Regions from separate parts of the Pan troglodytes genome. Here region 2 is linked to region 1. The links are chromatin contacts, called in public Hi-C maps. All regions are on one chromosome and are shown on one strand. The core of a region is the stretch at or near the end of the contact, and the rest is flanking DNA. Distances in the headings are between cores, read along the strand shown. Region 1 has its middle 21 kb from the start of PTAFR. Region 2 has its middle 14 kb from the start of THEMIS2.

Region 1 (4,183 bases), core at 1,552-4,051:
AGCAGGTAATGAGTGCACAGGAGGCAGAGGACGGGCCCAGGCACAGGTGTGTGACTTACTCTGCTCTACCCTCCAACGAGCAGCAGCAGGATGAAGGATTAGGAAAGGCCTGCCCCCGGGCTCTGCTGGGTGGGCAGGGCAGCTGAGGCCAGGAAGCCAGCTCCTGGGGCGGGGCCCCAACACCAAGGTCACCGGGAATACCCACATCCAGCCAGGCACACCAGCTCATCCCACAATACTGGGCTGGGCCCCTCTGATGCTGCGCCCCTCTGGGAGGAAGGGCTGGGCTTGGGCTGGCAGGGGAGAGAGGAACTGGGTCCTTTGACTGAGGGGGAGATGAGCCCTGACCTAGAGAAGGTTTTAGCCCTGTCCTCAGGAGCCCCCAGCCTGGGGGGAGATGGGGACACAGCCCTGTCCTCAGGAGCCCCAAGCCTGGGGGAGATGGGGACACAGCCCTGTCCTCAGGAGCCCCCAGCCTGGGGGAGATGGGGACACAGCCCTGTCCTCAGGAGCCCCAAGCCTGGGGGAGATGGGGACACAGCCCTGTCCTCAGGAGCCCCCAGCCTGGGGGAGATGGGGACACAGCCCTGTCCTCAGGAGTCCCAAGCCTGGGGGAGATGGGGACACAGCCCTGTCCTCGGGAGCCCGGGCTTCAATTCAATGGGTACAGCCCCAAATCCAGTGAGCCCCAAGTTGATGAAAAAGACCCAAAGCTGCTTTCAGAAGGCACCCTGTCTGAGGGGACACACAGCCAGTTTGCCCACAGGAGGCCAGTACAATGGGTGTGACAAAGCCCTGCCCACAGGTGCCCTCAACAGAAGGGGAGACAGACCTGCCTTCAGAAATGCCCAGCCTCTGGGAAAGAGAAGTTTCTGCCTTCTGAAGCCATATCTGGCTGAGAGGGAGACAAAGCCATCCCTGTCCCCATAGCCATCAGGCTGAGGGAGAAGACAAACCCTTGCACCTCAGAGTTCTGGCAAAAGCCTAGGACTGCACTCAGTGCTCCAGCTTTGCACATTCTGCACTGAAAGTTACTCTATTTCTATTAATACCTCTCCCCACCGCCCCCTACCACAACCAAAATATTGGGCTTAGCAGGGAGCAGAGGTGTCAGGCCACAGAGGAAAGCAAACTGGGCCATGGCATAGGTGAACATTCTCAAATGCCAGCTCTAAGAATCTGCCAGATGAGGGCTTAACCGCCGCCTCTGGTCCTCAGCTTGAGCCCTGCAGTGAATGTTTTCTGAGCCTATTTCCTGAGTCTGTAAGAGCCACACATACTCCCTACCTCACACTTAGCATGATGACTGGCACGTACCAGGAATTCAGTAAATGAAAATCACTTTATTTACCCAAGCTCCTGTCGAGTGTCCCAGGCTTAGGGGTCAACTCCTTTCCCCACATCAGACTCAGTTGGAGAACTTGTTAAAAATAAAAGTTTAGCCGGGCGGGGTGGCTCACGCCTGTAATCCTAGCACTTTGGGAGGCTGAGGTGAGTGGATCACCCAAGGTCAGGAGTTCAAGACCAGCCTGGTCAACATGGTGAAACCCCGTCTGTACTAAAAATACAAAAATTAGCCAGGCATGGTGGTGGGCGCCTGTAATCCCAGCTACTCGGGAGGCTGAGGCAGGAGAATCGCTTGAACCCAGGAGGTCGAGGTTGCAGTGAGCTGAGATTGCACCATTGCACCCCAGCCTGGTTGACAAGAGTGAGACTCCATCTCAAAAAAATAAAAAATAAAATAAATTAATTAAATAAAGGCTTAGGCCAGGCGTAGTGGTGTATGTCTGTAATCTCATCACTGTGGGAGGCTGCCGTAGAGGATCACTTGAGACCAGGAGTTCGAGACCAGCCTGGGCAACAAATCCAGACCCCATCTCTACCAAGAAAAAAAAAAATAGCTAAGTATGGTGGTTTGCACCTGCAGTCCCAGCTATTTGGGAGACTGAGGTAGGAGGATCGTTCAAGCCCAGGAGATTGAGGCTGCAGTGAGCCATGATCGCAACTGCACTCCAGCCTGGGTGACAGAGCAAGACCCCATTTCAAAAAAAAAAAGATTCTGATATAGCAGTGCTGGTGATGGGGCCAGGAAGAGTGAAATTTTAACAAGCACCCAGGCGATTCCAAGGTAGCAGCCCATGGAGCAATACAGGCTTGGAAGGACTCCAGAGGAAGCCAAGGAGAGGAGGGTTCAATCCTTCAGAGGCTGTTTCTAGCTATGCTTGCCTATCTCCCACCAGAGGAATGGCAGCCCCACTAAGCCACAGGTATGTGGTTAGGATAATGGCATCACTGACAGAACCCTAAGCTCCACCCACCCCCCACCTCTTGGAGGACTGGCTGTCCCTGCCTGATGGCTCCATCCCTGGCTGGGTTAAGTTGGGAGCTTGTTAAAGATCCAGCTGTCTGTCTCCCCACCACACACACACATACCCCACCCTGAATCAGAATCTTCAGGGAGATCAGAAAATGTCCTTGTAGGCCAGGTGCGGTGGCTTATGCCTATAATCCTAGCACTGTAGGAGGTTGAGGTGGGAGGACTGCTTGAGCTCCAGAGTTCGAGACCAGCCTGAGCAACATAGTGAGGCAGGATAGTTTGAGCCCGGGAGGTTGAGGCAGCAGTGAGCCATGATCATCGTGCCACCACACTGCAGCCTGGGCAACAAAGACCCTGTCTCAAAAAAAAAAAAAAAAAAGAAATGTCTTTTTAACAAGCTTCCCAGGTGTCCTCAATCCTCAGCTCTTTCATCCCTTTATTTAAGCAGGGAACAACCAGCAGGAGTGGGGCAGGGAGGAACGGCCACTGTGCACCCCACTGTGCTGGGCACCTGGCTTCCCTGACCTCCTCAGTCCTCAGGATACCACACACAGTAGAGTCAGGATTCAAACTCCAGTCTGTCTGATGCCAAATGCAGGCATATTGTCTCCATTTGGAAGGTTTGCCTCCATTTGTTTTATAATGAACAGAATCTCACTGATTTGCAAAACACGAATGGAGACGGTGTTTTTACCCTCATTTTACCAGAGGAGGCAGCTAAAGTCCAGAGAGGGGAAATGATTTGCCAGAGACACAATGCTAATGAGTGGTAGAGCAGAAAACTCAAGGAGGTGGGTGACTTCACGCCCTTTTGCACTCATTCCACAGGGCCCTTGTCGAGCTCCGAGCCCCCAGTTCTAATGGTGAGAAGCACTGATAACCTCCAGCAAGAGGCAGATGATCCAGATGTGCTAGGTTGAGGTTGGGGAGAGGGAGAAGGAAATCTAGAGGGGCAAATCCTGTTTCCTTGAGTTCCACCCTTAGAGCAGGCCCAGACCCATCCACAACCTCCCACACATTTCTTCCTACTTCCACTGGGGCCCCAGGGAAGCGGGAGGGGCCAGAAAGTGAAGCTGGCTGTGGCTGCTCCAGGAAGCAGCTGAGAAGCCACAGCCATAGGGTGCGGGCGTTCAGGTGACTGGAATGCCGAAGGCAACAACAGCTGATGCTTTCTTTCAGTGGTTACAATTTTTTTTTTTTTTTTTTTTTGAGACAGAGTCTCGCTCTGTCACCCAGGCTGGAGTGCAGTGGCACAAGATCTTGGCTCACTGCCTGCAACCTCCACCTCCCGGGTTCGTGATTCTCCTGCCTCAGCTTCCCAAGTAGCTGGGACACAGGCACGTACCACCATGCCTGCACCACCGTGCCCAGCTAATTTTTTATTTTTAGTAGAGACGGGGTTTCACTATGTTGGCCGGGGTGGTCTCAAACTCCTGACCTCTAGTGATCTGCCTGCATCGGCCTCTCAAAGTGCTCGGATTACAGGCATGAACCACCACGCCCAGCCTACACTTCATTTTAAAGGTGCAGTTCCCACTTTACATACCAGGATGCTGAGGCTCAGAGTTGATGTTACTGGCCCATATGCCGGGTTTCTACCCATACCTGGCTGGCTCCTTCCACCTCACCTCTGCCCACAAAGGTCATCTTGCCAGCAGTTGGCTCCACAGCTGGGGAGCCTATCTGCTCCACTATTTACAGAAAACAAGAAAAGTGGCTCATCCAGCCTTTCATTTTCTTCTGGGCCCTGGCACTCCTCCAGCAAGCCTTCCCTACCCAGAGAGCTCCCCTTAACCTATTCATGGATGAAGGGGTGGGAGAGGATGGCACTGCCATAGCCACAGCCCCACCCTGGAGGCCAGTCTT
Region 2 (4,049 bases), core at 849-3,348, 340 kb before region 1:
TGTACTTTAAGGGCCCAGTTAAGCGGAAGCAGAACTGGGGAGGCATGTATGTGTGGAAACCTGGCTTAGCTGGCGCCATACTTCTGATTCCAATTATGTTTTAGGTGCCCTCAGAGATAAGCACTCCAAGATGGGGCTCAACTGCCTCTTACCCTAATTAGCTCTGGATGACAATACAGATGGATGAGCCCCTTCTGTTCACTACCAGGATCAGCAGTGGCCTCATACTCATGTGAGCACAGTGCTGCTGAGGGACACAGCCTGTCCCTATCTTGGGACACAGGCCCAGCCCGGATGAGAATTGACTGCTGGTTTCCCCGAAATCCTGTGCCCACTGATGGGCCACCTGCTAAGAAGGGAAGGTAGACCCATGTTCCCCTCCCCAGGGTGGGAGACGGTGGTAAATCCTGTGGAGAAAGACATCTACTGACTGAACAGCCCGTTCCCCAGGGGATCCTGGCCCAGGATCAGCTGTTTGATGACCGTTTGCCTAAAATATGCTCACTACTAAATATAGGTCAGAATTTCAGAGTCAAAAGAGACCTGGGAGGTTCTGTCTAGACCCTTCATTTTGCAAATGAGCAAACTATGGCAGTGAGGACTTGCTTCATTCACCTTGGATGGATCAGACGTCTATGACTTGGGCCTATGGAAGTGCACCACCCCTGCTACCCCAGCTACTACAAGAGGCTCACCTAGAGGGAGACAGCCATGCACTCAGATGCTGTCTAGACCCTTGACAGCTCGAGTGGAAGGATGGAGCCGGCGAGAATAGCAATAGGAATTTATTACCTGAGGCATGTGGACCATGGTTTTCCCAGCAGAGGGGCCACCATGAGAGGGGTGTGGAAAGAGGACATGGGATGGGGGTGGCTGGTGAGTGGGAGCAGGGAGGAGAGCCTACCCTGTAAGCTTTGCTAGGGAATTACCAGGAAGGCACTGAAGGATATTTTTCTTAAAAAAAAAAAAAAAAAAAAAGACATGCTCAGGTAGATATTTTGGAAAATGCAGAGAAACTGACATCACACACACCCTCACCTAGAGCAGGGGAGGCTTCCTTGGGAAGGTCTCAGCCCGGGCAGTGAATGGTCAGGTTCAGATGATAGAAAATCCATGGGGTAGCAGGTGAATAAGGGGGTCCCTGGCCTCTCATGAATCTCTCCACGCAGGGAGACAAGCAGGTGTTCTAGTGCTCTCTTTCTCACAGCTTAGCAGATCTAGAGAAAAGTCCAGGTGTTTCAAGAAGACTGAAGATGGCTGGGCTCAGTGGCTCACACCTGTAATGCCAGCACTTTGGGAGGCCAAGGCGGGCGGATCACCTGAGGTTAGGAGTTCGAGACTAGCCTGGCCAACATGGCGAAACCCCAATCTCTACTAAAAATACAAAAATTACCCAGGCATGGTGGCGCACACCTGTAATGCCAGCTACTCGGGAGGCAGAGGTTGCAGTGAGCAAGATCGTGCCACTGCACTCCAGCCTGGGTGACACTGCGAGACTCTATCACAAAAAAAAAAAAAAAAAAAAAAGACTGAAGAGAGAGTTCTCCGTTAGTTCTGCCTGTGGGAGGGGAGGGGGGGCTTCAAAGAGCATGACATTGGATGTCTCCACGTGGTGGAGGGGAGGGTGCTCCACGCAGGGGCTACTGTGGGAGCACAGATGGGGCAGAGTGGACTAAAGTCTGGCATATGCTGGGGTGGAGGGAAGGTCCTTGAATGCCTGTGGAGTTTGGATGTTCTCTGTGGAGAGGGAATAAAACCATTGCCTGTTCCCTGGAGGGAATTGGATGCTGAAGCTTCTACCTTTAACAGGGGCATGGGTGCAGTTCCAGCCTCTGCCAGCAGGCTGGGCCCTGTGCCCACTTTTGAAAGACCTTCAGGGCTGTGAGGCATGAGATGAGAGAGGGAGGGAAGATAATCTGGCTCACTGCCGGGCACTTTATGTGACTTACCTCCTTAATTCCCCCGGGCACAGCCCTGAGAGGAGGTTGGCAGTGTCCACATTTTACAGATGGGGAACTTGAGGCTCAGGGTACACAGACCCAGGTCACAGCCCTGGCAAGCCATGCAGTGGGGATTCTAGCCCGGCCCTGAGGTTTTGGAGCAGGGACGGTGCAGGGGAGTCTCCAGCCCAGGCTCCTCCCCTGCTCTTTCCACATCTGTGACAGGCTCTGGATTTTGTTCCCTGAGTTTTTTTCCTTCTCGAGTTCCTGTCCCCTCTGTCTCTATCTCTGTCCCCTTTGTGGTATGTGGGGCTTCAAATACTACTCAGTCTCAACAGCTGTGCCAGGTTGGGCCTGGGCAGCTCCCCATAGAGGCTGGCGCCCATAGCCAGGGGCAGGGTTACCAGCAGGAAGTGCACCCCTGAGCCCCTCACCTCGGCTCCCAGCCTGCCTGCCTCGGCGGCCCCCACATCCCCGCCTCCCCCATCAAGGCACCTGCTCCCACTGTGCCCCATCCTGTTGGCGGCAGTCCTCCCTCTCCTTTGGGTCACTGGCAGCAGCATCCAGACTCACCATTACTGTCCTCTCCTTCATGGAAAATTAAGCAAACCCTCTTGATTCCACTCCCCGCCAGCTGCCCCAGCCGCCCTCCCATTTCTCTGCTCCACTTTCTGTCCCTAGTTCCTCTCCTCCATTTGCTGTTGAACCTACTCCAGGCAGGCTCTTCCCCCAACACTCGCTCCCTCCACAGTTGGTCATGTTTGCTTCTCTGCGGCCCCTCATTTCCCTCTGAGTGAGAGCCAGCCTCACCCTGCCCTGCACGCCGTCACCCTCCCATCACCTCTCTGCTTCCCCTTGCTCGCTCCCCTATAGCCCATGGGCTTCTGGCTGCTCCTTCCACCCTCAGGGCACATGCCTGCCCTGCCCCTGTGGCTGGGTCTCTCTCCCAGGCATCAGCAGGGCTCCCTCGCTCCCTGTCCCTACGTTGAGAAAGAGAAAAGCAGGCCCTGACCTCCTGGAGCCCAGCGGGGCTTCGGTATTCTCCAGCTGAACCTAAATGACTTCACAGGACATCAGCAACAGACAAACCACCTGGGACCACGATGGATCACGACACAAACAGGGCCACTCCACAGTCATGTCTGAGCACAAATAAAACATGAACATTGTCCAAGCCACAAAAAGGACCAATCATCCCTGCAGTGGGTGTTGACTTGTAGGCCCTAAAACATTCATCCAGGACCTCAGAATGTCACAGTTGAAGTAGGATCTTTGCAAGTGTAATTAAGGTAAGGATCTTCAGATGAGATCGTCCTGCATTAGGATGGGCCCTAATCCAGGAATGACCTAATAGGAGACAGAAAAGGAGGCCGGGAGTGGTGGCTCACGCCTGTAATCCCAGCACTTTCGGAGGCCAAGGCGGGTGGATCACGAGGTCAGGAGTTTGAGACCAGCCTGGCCAACATGGTGAAACCCTGTCTCTACTAAAGATACAAAACAATTAGCCGGGCATGGTGGTGGGCGCCTGTAATCCCAACTACTTGGGACGCTGACGCAAGAGAATTGCTTGAACCCAGGAGGCAGAGGTTGTAGTGAGCCAAGATCACACCACTGCATTCCAGCCTGGGCGACAGGGAAGACTCCATCTCAAAAAACAAAACAAAACAAAAAACAAACAAAAACTGGAAAAGGAGAAGACGGGGACACAGAAGGAAAGGCCATGGGAAGATGTGGAGGTTAGAATGATCTGTCTACAAGCCAAGGAGCACGAGGATTGCCTCAGAGCTTTCAGAAGGAACCAACCCTACAACACTTTGATTTCTGGCCTCCAGAACTGTGAGAGGATACATTTATGTTGCTTTAACCTGCCAAGTTTGTAGTCATTTGTTACAGCGGACCCAGAAACGAATACAATACCCCTGTCCTGGCTCATAGGAGACGCTGTTGCTTCTTACAGATCACAGCTCTAGCTTTGGTCTAGTCTTGCCTCCCTCTAGATAAAATATATTAATGTCCTCAGCCATAGAAATACCCTTGCTTCTGCACAGCATCCAATCCAGAGTGAAGCCCTGCTTTCTTTTTTCTTTCTTTGAGATGGAGTCTCACTGT

Evidence for each region. Hi-C and Micro-C count contacts between places; a contact is called where the count stands out from the background.
Region 2: a contact with region 1 is called in a Hi-C map of induced pluripotent stem cells, with 2.0 times the contacts expected there. The contact joins two enhancer-like sites. A contact is called at or near these places in 3 of 7 Hi-C or Micro-C datasets (induced pluripotent stem cells and stem cell-derived neural progenitor cells).

What each region holds. Positions count from the first base shown.
Region 1 is chr1:202,796,584-202,800,766 of NHGRI_mPanTro3-v2.0_pri, reverse strand. No RefSeq gene overlaps it. Among named protein-coding and RNA genes, the nearest start is that of PTAFR, 21 kb to the left of the region's middle. Within about 2 kb of position 2,801, at least 3 of the 24 cell types and tissues checked have an H3K27ac peak or open chromatin away from gene starts, as enhancers often do. A contact at or near this core is called in induced pluripotent stem cells, where this site is marked.
Region 2 is chr1:203,135,705-203,139,753 of NHGRI_mPanTro3-v2.0_pri, reverse strand. No RefSeq gene overlaps it. Among named protein-coding and RNA genes, the nearest start is that of THEMIS2, 14 kb to the right of the region's middle. Within about 2 kb of position 2,098, at least 12 of the 24 cell types and tissues checked have an H3K27ac peak or open chromatin away from gene starts, as enhancers often do. A contact at or near this core is called in induced pluripotent stem cells, where this site is marked.